2 separate regions of the Muntiacus reevesi genome follow, and region 1 is linked to region 2. Evidence: chromatin contacts called from public Hi-C data. All regions are on one chromosome and are shown on one strand. Each heading gives the region's core, a stretch centred on a gene start, on an enhancer-like site or on the middle of the called end of the contact. The rest is flanking DNA. Distances are from core to core; before and after follow the strand shown. Region 1 holds the start of WFIKKN2 (WAP, follistatin/kazal, immunoglobulin, kunitz and netrin domain containing 2). Region 2 holds the start of SPATA20 (spermatogenesis associated 20).

Evidence for each region. A called contact is a pair of places that touch in the nucleus more often than the background predicts.
Region 1: a Hi-C map of muscle shows a contact between it and region 2, with 5 times the contacts expected there. The contact joins the promoter of WFIKKN2 here to the promoter of SPATA20 in region 2. A contact is called at or near these places in 2 of 3 Hi-C or Micro-C datasets (blood and muscle).

Annotation. Positions count from the first base shown.
Region 1 is chr18:26,422,805-26,427,184 of mMunRee1.1, reverse strand. It overlaps WFIKKN2 (WAP, follistatin/kazal, immunoglobulin, kunitz and netrin domain containing 2), which reads right to left and starts at 2,670. Exons shown (of 2, transcript XM_065909489.1): 1 at 1,648-2,670. The coding sequence starts at 1,851.
Region 2 is chr18:26,166,169-26,171,079 of mMunRee1.1, reverse strand. It overlaps SPATA20 (spermatogenesis associated 20), which reads right to left and starts at 2,270. Exons shown (of 18, transcript XM_065910449.1): 1 at 2,156-2,270; 2 at 1,771-1,966; 3 at 1,360-1,477; 4 at 1,032-1,211; 5 at 866-930; 6 at 541-695; 7 at 319-462; 8 at 13-214. The coding sequence starts at 1,436.

The sequences.
Region 1 (4,380 bases), core at 1,421-3,920, 260 kb before region 2:
TCTGATTCTCTGTGGAGTCATGAAAGGCATTAGTCTAATTCCTCAAAATTAGCAACATGCTCTGGGGCTGACACAAACAAGGATTTCACGTGGTATTTTCTCCAGGATGTGGGCAATGCCCCTAATCCTGAGCCCTGGTCATAGCTCTGTGAGCTGCTCCCCACCAGGGCTGGCCTCATGCGGCCGCATCAGCTGAGGGCTGCGTGGAGCCTGCCTGCTAGACTTGTTTACTGTTTTCCCCTCTCGACTCAGAATGGGGACTTTGTTTTGCAGCCCTTGCTTGGCATAGGCTTCTAGGCCACACCAGGGAGGCTCTAGGGCAGAGATGGACAGATCTCAGAGCCGGGTTCTGAAGGAGAGGGACCTAGTGGGGGTGAGGGCAGGCAGGGGCTGAGCAGCAGGAAAACCTGCTTCTTGCCAGAGCATCCCAGTTCCTTAAAGACTCTGGCCTGGGAATCTCCTTCAGGACTTGGAGGCCCATGAAAGACTGGGTCCTTGGGGAAAAGGGGAAGGTAATTCTGGGCACAGAAAACCTGGAGGGAATTTTCAGAACGGTTTTTACTTAAGGGCTCAGAATGTATCCATAGGCTAAGTCCCCAGCCTCACAGAGGAGCTTCTCCTCAAAACATAAAATCAGCCAGAGTCTCACTGTCTCCAAGCCCCACCTGATTTATCAGGCCAGGCTGTGCCCCTGAAACAGCTTTGCCTACAAACATAGCCAACCAACCGCCTGATCTCAGCCAGATAGGAACACTTCTCCACCCCTAGCCAGTCTTTATCTTCCTTTCCCTCGGCTCCCCCATTGCTCATGAACAGTGAGAGGCTGGGGTTGTCTCCTGGGCTCTCTGAGGGACAGGCCACTCTCTCCAGGACCAGTCTGGGCTCTCATAGGTTATGTACATTTGGCAGAGGGAGCACCCTTGGTGATGCCCAGACTGGTCCGAGCCCAGGAGCTGCCAGACTGTCAGGAATTACCTCTGCCTAGGCAGGTGCGAGGTACTAGCAGGCTCTTCACCTTGGGAGAAGTAACAGGAACAACCCTTGAATGCAGGTGCAGGGAGAGAATTGTCCTAGAACCAGGTTGAGCCAGGCCTGCCCTGAGCACTGGGAGGATTAAGGGATCTCCCAGGTTGAAACCTAGCCCACTTCCCTCTCACAGACACCCAGAGAGCCACTCCTGCCCACCCTCCCCATCAGCCCGCACTGATGTCAGGGTCAGGGCCTAACCCCCAGAGGTGGCCCAGAGGCTGGATGAAGCATCAGCTTTGTGGTCAGATGGATGCGGATCTGACCTCCCTGACCTTGGAGCCTTGTGCAGTTCAGTGCAGTGCCCTGAGTTTCTCACCTGTTGACAGGCTGCGGGTGGGTTGTGCCTGTCTCTCTGATGTGCCTGGCATAGTGCTGGCTCAGAGCAGCCCTCAGCAGACCTGAGACCAGGAATCTGAGGATTTCCAGCCCCTGAGAAATTTTGACATCACGCTCATCTCTTCTTCCAGGCCTCGAAGTTAAGACATCACACCCTGTTCATGTCCATGTGGCCCGGGGCCAGGTTCTTTCACATTTTGAGTCGTTCTCACCACCCAGCTCCCACTCTGCCTCACCACCAAGACTGCTTGGCCTGGCTCAGGCCTCTGGATTCACACTCACCTGGTCCGTCTCACACTCCCGCTTGCAGGTGCTCTGGGCATCCACCCAGAGGTTGGGATTCATGTCGTTGGGACAGATGCCGGCGTGAGAGTATCGGAGGGGCGGCAGGGCCAGGCCTCGAGGGGGCACCCCAAGCAGCAGCAACAGCAGGGCTGCCCCCTGCCCCCAGCGGGACCAGGAACGGCAGCCCCGCAGGGCCCACATGCTGAGGTCTGCGGTGGCCAGAGACCTCCTCTGAGAGGACGCCAGGGCTGGGGGCCCCCTGGGCCTTCTGCTCCTCAGGGAGGCAGACACCTGCCCTGCCCACCCCAGTGGGCCTCCTTGGGCTGTTGCGGCTGCTGAGGCTGCCTCCACCGAGTCTGTGGGGTCCGCTGGGCTGTGGAGCCTCAGATAAAGGGAGTTCCTTCTCCGGAGTGTGCCGGGAGAGGAGCCGCACCGGGGCCAGAGCCTGGATTTATGTCCTGGGCACGCCACCCAAGTGGGAGCGAGCTAACCTGACGCCTGTCACAGGCAGGCTGCCGGCTCCTCTGTCCTGTGGCTGATCACAGACTTGTTGCAGGAAAAAAAAAAAGCTGGAAGCAGTTTAGGCGGCGTATCTGGCACGGTGGGACACCTGCTTGTTTTTGACTCCAGGAGGCCTTTAACCCCTTCAGGGGCCAGAAATGGCATGTGCTTTGAGGGGAGCTGGCTCCAGGACACGCAAGCTCACTGTACTACATGAAGAGGCTTGCTTCCCTTCCCCCCACCTCTCAGCCGGGCCCCCTCCTCCCGTTGGCCACCTCCGAAGAACACACACTCACTTGTTACAAGGAGGGACCTGCTGCCGCAGGGTTAGCATCGCCGGCCCGATAGTACATCTGAGAGCAAATGACGTGGAAAAACAACAAGTTCACGGCCATTCCAGGGCGGGCCTGAGCAGCCTGTTCTGTGTAAGCCGACTCCCACCCCAGCACCAGGTCCCAGGGTGGAGGGATGTGCGGACAGCCCCCTATCTCTCTATCCTGGGTAGTTTGCGTCTCAAGTTCCAACTTCGGTGAATTTTCCCCAAATCATTCCAGAGACACATACCAGCTATGCTCCAGCTCCCCCAGCTCCGGGACGTATCACATTCCTGCTCCTCGACTGACACACTCCCCGCTCCAAGAGAACCTACGTGGTCACAGTGTCTCAGGACAGTGCTGGGCTGCCGAGCTGCCTCACTAACGACCATGAAGCTTTTACCCAGGAAGAGCCAGTTGGCTGTCATCTCCCCACTTTATGAAGGAGAAGGTCACCCCTGGTAAGCAGCAGTAGGATATTTCCTGGGGTTGTAACGTGGGTCAGACTGTGTGCATTTTCTCATTTAATCCTCACAACAAACTGTACCTTCATTTTAGATTTGAGGAAAAGATAGGGTAAGCAACTTGCCCTGTGTCACACAGCTATGTGACCCCACCATTAATGCATGGACCCTACTTTGCAGGGCCTTTGAAATCACCCCTCCCCACCAAGCTGTCAAACTGCTGTCAAGGGGCAACCCGGCTCTAGTCTCTCCAAGCTGGACAAGAAGTTTGTGAAACATCAAGGACTGTATTGGAGGAGGAGCCAGGAAAAGATCCAGAAGCTGCCAGGGGGTGGGGAAGAGAGAGGTTACCTTTTCAAGGCCAACTGCAAAGGATTTGGGGAGCAGTAACCAAGCTGCTGTGTCCCAGGGGCAGTAGATAGGGGTGCGGCCCCAATCTTTTCACAGATGGGGAAACTGAGTGCCAAGCCCAGATCCCAACCTCTAGCTGCTCTGTAGAAGGGCGTGCCCCTCCCTCCACCCTGAGGATTTTGCTTCTTCCTCTCGGGCAGGGTATTGCCTCCTCCCCTGAGCCAATTCCTTCCTGTCTGTGGGTCATTCTGCAAGATCTGTCTTTTCTGCTTATGTCAAAGAGCTAATGAAGGGTGTCAGATCCTAATCCCCTAAATTATTGGAATAAACTTCCCTCTGAGGCTGGTCCCAGTAATGAAGCCAGACAGCAGGCGACGCCGGCTGCTTTGAATTCCCTGTAATTTCATAAACCCGTGTTCCAGCTGCTCCGAGTTGGGCCTCAGCACAGCCCTTGATGAACATGGTTTGTGCTGCCTCCTTTGATATCACAAAGGGAAATGGACAGTGACACATTTCTGAGCAGGACTTAGAAAAACTGTCACAGCCCCATTACATGAGACAGGTATCTAGGAAAAGGAGGCTGATTTCTTGGGAGTCACTTGAGACCATTAGGAGGGAGGTGAGTGGGGAGGGACATAGGCCAGAGGTGGGGGAGGAGAGGGGAAGTCTCCCGACCAGCCCGGTCCTATTTAGAGCTGTGGGCCTCCCCCTGCCCAGGCCCCACTCCCGGCCATTCTGCTCTGAGAACTCTCAAAACAGCGCTGGGGAAGAAGGGGCCCTAGTAGGCTTGGCTCTCCCTCTTAGCCCTTCCAAGTCTCCCACCAAAACACAGCTCAGAATAATAAATAACATCTGATCAGGGCTTGGCGCCCACACAGCACTTTCACCTACATCGTCATGCTGACCCTCACGCCAGTCCCAGAGGGAACCCAGGTGTGGCTGTGAGCTCAGTTTTATGAGAGAAGAAACCAAGCCGCAGAGGGGTGAGGTGGGCCTGGCTGGGGTCGCCAGGCTCTGGCCTTCCCCTCTCTGACCCCAGTCCTCTGCTCTTCACACAGCCCGGTGCATGCTTCCAGCCCCTCCAGAAAGGCCCCTGCTGG
Region 2 (4,911 bases), core at 1,021-3,520:
GGGGGCATGGACCTGGTGTGGGGAACTTGGGGGCCTCGGCGAAGCCACCATACTCCTCATCATAGCCCTCATCCAGTTGCTGGAAGCAGCGGCTGTTCATGGTGGCAGCGGAAGGCGGCAGCTGGCGGTCACCCATACTGATCGCTGACCGAGCCAGCAGAGCGGTGGTGACCCGCTGACTGTTTTCTAGCAGGGTACTCTTGTTCTGTTTCCACTGTGGGAGGCAGGGGGCAGACCTGGAGGTCAGCATGGGGTGAGGACCCCTTGTTTCCCTCACCCTTGACCCCCGGCCCCCTCCATCCCCCAGGGCATACCCACCTGGTCCCGTATCCTCATCAACACCGTGCGGAAGCCAACTCGGGTCAAGCCATCCTCAGGGGGAAAATAGGTGCCCCCCACAAAGGGCTGTAGGTTGGGAGTCAACCACACACTCATGGGCCAGCCCCCGCCACTGCTGGTGGCCTGGCAGAGAGAGGGCAAGGGTGAGGGGAGCAGCCCCACGTACACGGGCAGCCACCCATCCAAGGGAAGACCACTCACCTGCACAAAGGTCATATACACCTTGTCCACATCAGGCCGCTCCTCCCGGTCCACCTTCACACTGACAAAGTCCTCACTGAGCAGGCGTCCAATCTCCTCGTTCTGGAAGGACTCCTCTTCCATCATGTGGCACCAGTGGCAGGTGGAGTACCCCACTGGTATGGGGCCACGACCAGTGACTGGTCAGAGAGGGGCAGCCAAAGGGCTCCAACTGGGCCTACAATGCCCTAGCATCTAGTTTCCTGGAAGGCCCCAGGCCCAAAGGACCCATCCCCTATCTACCACCACTCCCCTGCGCCCATCCCAGGAATGGTGGATGCAGTACCTGAAAGAAAAATTGGCTTGTTTTCTTTCTTGGCCTTGTCGAAGGCTTCCTGTCCCCAGGGGTACCTAAGGCCAGTAGAGTGGGGCATCACTCACTAGCTTGGGAGGGGGGCAGTAGGAAGATTGAGGGTCTAGCTGCCCCAGGAGGGCATCAGGAGAGGACTCACCAGTCCACAGGGTTGTAGGCATGTTGCAGGAGGTACGGTGACTTCTCATTGATCAGGCGGTTGGGGACCTTCTGGGGCGTGGACTGAGGGCAGTTAGTCCGGCTCCCCTTCCCTCCAGCAGGCATAGGCACCGAACTACTGACCGTTACACTTCGGTCCTTGTCCCGGGAGGAGCTACCCCTGGTGTGGGCAGGTGGGTCAGGCAGATCAGACCAGGAGTTTCCACTGCTTCCACCTACACCCAGCCCAGAGGCCCACCTGACCATCCCCCCACCCCCCATGCCCCGTGGTACCTCTCCCGGAACCCCCTGCTCCCAGCCCAACCCACCTTTCTGAACCACGGGGGAGACCGTGGCCTTTGTGTTCCCCCTTGTGTTTATGGGGGGGTGAAGAAAGGTGGCTCATTGGGGGCTCCCTGCCAGGTTAGTCTCCCCCAACCTCTCGACCTGGTGGTGGGAACGATGATGACTGTGAGGTCAGGGCGAGTCACAATGGGTGGAATGGTCTTTCAGGCTCCATTCTCTCCCCCTCACCGGGCCCCACCCAGGGTGACTGGGCTGGAGGTATCTCTGGCATGCCTGCCTGGGTATATGATCTGGGCAGGAAGGCTGCTGTGTGTAGGACTGGGCCAGGTGAGGGGCAAGGAGAAGAAATTCAAATGGCATCAGGGACTCCCTCACTCAATATTCATCCAGTGGGCACTTCTGGGGGGCCAGGTCCTGTGCCAGATCCCCATTACCCTCAGAGAATCAGTAACTGGGTCTGATCTCAGGGAGCTCGGCCTGGGAAGGGCAGGCCTAAGTAATGACAAGCCTTTGCAGCATCAAGCGCTGTGACAGGCCAGCCCAGAGTGCTGTCGGACAAGAACCCTTGGCCCAGCATTGGGGTTCAAGGAAGGCTTCCTGGAGAGTTCCTGCGGCAAGCGAGCCCTGCAGCTGGAGGGGAGGGAGAGAGGAGAGGATTACTGTCTGAGCCCGGTCGCAGGAGCTGGTCCTAGTCTGGGGGGGAAGGCAGGCATGGGGTGGGGAGGTGACCGGGCAGGCACAGGGGACCAGCGCCAGGACAACTGACCCCGGGGCTCCGCAGGCGCCGGGTGCTGAAGCGTGCCCCTCGCCCGCCCGTACCTGTAGCTCAAGGCGAGGACTGGCCCGGTCCCGAGCAGCAGGAAGCCGCGGCACCGTAAGGTCCGCGCGCCCAGCATGGCTGCTGGTGGCGGTCGGCCCCGACGCTGCGGACAGGAGGAGGGCGGGAGGGAAGCGGCGACGGGCAGGCCCATGCACCGAACCGGCCGGGGGAGTGTCTTCACCGATACGGCGGGCAGCAGGCTGGTCTCTGAGCGCCGCTCGGTGGCCGATCACGGGACTGCAGACCGTATACTGGGGGCTTGGGAGGACACAGGTCTGTGCAAAAAACTGGGTGGACCTAATTCAGGGCCTGTGGGGCGGTAACCCTCTTACGGAGAATATGGAGGCTGTGAGGATGCCAGGGCCGTGGAAAGCCAGAGCCTCCGTTCATTTTTTCCAACCCTTGCCCGTTTTACAAATGAGAAATGAGGTGAGAGGCAAAGGCGTGGCTTTTCCAGGCCATCCGAACTCGGAGCTTCGCCTTTGCTCTGCCCCCTCACCTGAAGGTCCTGCTCAAACCCCACCCCCTCAGGAAGCCTCTGAATAATAATAATGAACCAACTTTCAGGTGCTATCAGGTATTTTACGAGTCTCATTTGCTACCCTTCAGTTCAGTTCAGTCGCTCAGTCGTGTCCGACTCTTTGCAACCCCATGAATCGCAGCACACCAGGCCTCCCTGTCCATCACCAACTCCCAGAGTTTACCCAAACTCATGTCCATCTAGTTGGTGATGCCATCCAGCCATCTCATCCTCTGTCATCCCCTTTTCCTCCTGCCCCCAATCCCTCCCAGCATCAGGGTCTTTTCCAATGAGTCAGCTCTTCGCGTGAGGTGGCCAAAGTATTGGAGTTTCCGCTTCAGCATCAGTCCTTCCAATGAACACCCAGGACTGATCTCCTTTAGGATGGACTGGTTGGATCTCCTTGCAGTCCAAGGGACTCTCAAGAGTCTTCTCCAACACCACAGTTCAAAAGCATCAATTCTTCGGTGCTCAGCTTTCTGAACAGTCCAACTCTCACATCCATACATGACCACTGGAAAAACCATAGCCTTGACCAGACGGACCTTTGTTAGCAAAGAAATGTCTCTGCTTTTTAATATCTAGGTTGGTCATAACTTTCCTTCCAAGGAGTAAGTGTCTTTTAATTTCATGGCTGCAATCACCATCTGCAGTGATTTTGGGGCCAAAAAAATAAAGTCTGACACTGTTTCCCCATCTATTTGCCATGAAGTGATGGGACCAGATGCCATGATCTTAGTTTTCTGAATGTTGAGCTTTAAGCCAACTTTTTCACTCTCCTCTTTCACTTTCATCAAGAGGCTTTTTAGCCCTTCTTCACTTTCTGCCATAAGGGTGGTGTCATCTGCATATCTGAGGTTCTTGATATTTCTCCCCGCAATCTTGATTCCAGCTTGTACTTCTTCCAGCCCAGTGTTTCTCATGATGTACTCTGCATATAAGTTAAACAAGCAGGGTGACAATATACAGCCTTGATGCACTCCTTTTCCTATTTGGAACCAGTCTGTTGTTCCACGTCCAGTTCTAACTTGCTTCCTGACCTGCATATAGGTTACCTTAGTCAACATTTATTGAGTGCCCATGAGACACTATGCTAGGTACAACAGTGGGCAGAGAGAGCCCAGGTCATCCCATCCTTGTGTTACTCATAGTCTGATAAGGGAGGCAAAAACTAATCCAACAGCCATACAAATTAATGTACAACCACCCACTGTGAGACGTGCCATGACTAGGTACCACAAGGAAACTTGTCTGGTGGGAGAGAGGAGGGGGAAGGTCTTCCTAAGGAAATCACATTTGTGTAGCAGCTTTCGAAGAACAAGAGGATGCAATCTGGAAAGGACCTGGGGGAAGTGCTGGGGAAGCAGGAGGAACAGATGTGCAAAGGCCCTGTGGTACAGCAGTGAGTCAGGGCGGAGGTGCCGCAGAAGCACAGCTGTAGGACAGACAGCACAGGGAAGAGAGGTGCAGATGAGGTGGTGACGTTGAGGAGGAGGGCAGGGGCCAGGTTTTGAACTGTGAGCAGGAGTTTGGTTACTGATGAGAGCAGAAGGAAGCTGTGGAAGGGCTTTAGTCGAGGGAGTGACCTTGCATTTTGGAAAGGTCCCTCCAGCTTTCTGGTGGTGAATGGACTGTAAAGAGGCAAGAGTGGAAGCAGAAGGGTTCAAAGGCCATAGCAGGACCCAGCAGAGAGCTCTGGGAGGTCTGCACTAGGCAGAGGTGGAGATGGAGAGAAGGTGGTAGATTTGAGGTCAGCAGAAAAGGAAACATCATCAGGATTGTCTATGGGGGTGTGTGTCAAAAGTGAAGTGCAGAATGGGGCTGGTACTGAGAAGGCTGACACGGAGAGGCTCAAGCGGTTCTGTTTGGATGTGTTGGTTTGAGATGAACATGAGATGCATGTGTGAAGATGACAGGCTCAGGAACGCAGAGGAGGGGTTGGTGGGAGGGAGGAAGCAGAGTGGGTGTTCAGTGCAGAGACGGTGTGGGCACAGAAGAGATCACCCAGGTGACTCGGGCTCACACTTGGCCTTGACAAACTCAGAAGTAGACCCGTGAAAGACACAGAGTGTCATGGGAAAACCAGGAGAGGGTGTTGTCTCAAAGACAAAGGGACAGAGCTGCAGGGAGGGAGAGTCAGACTTCAGAGAAGCCGACTGGGCTGGGACAGAAAAAGGTCCAGTGGCTTCAGCAACATGGAGGCCATTGGTGAACATAGCAGATGTGTTCCAGGAA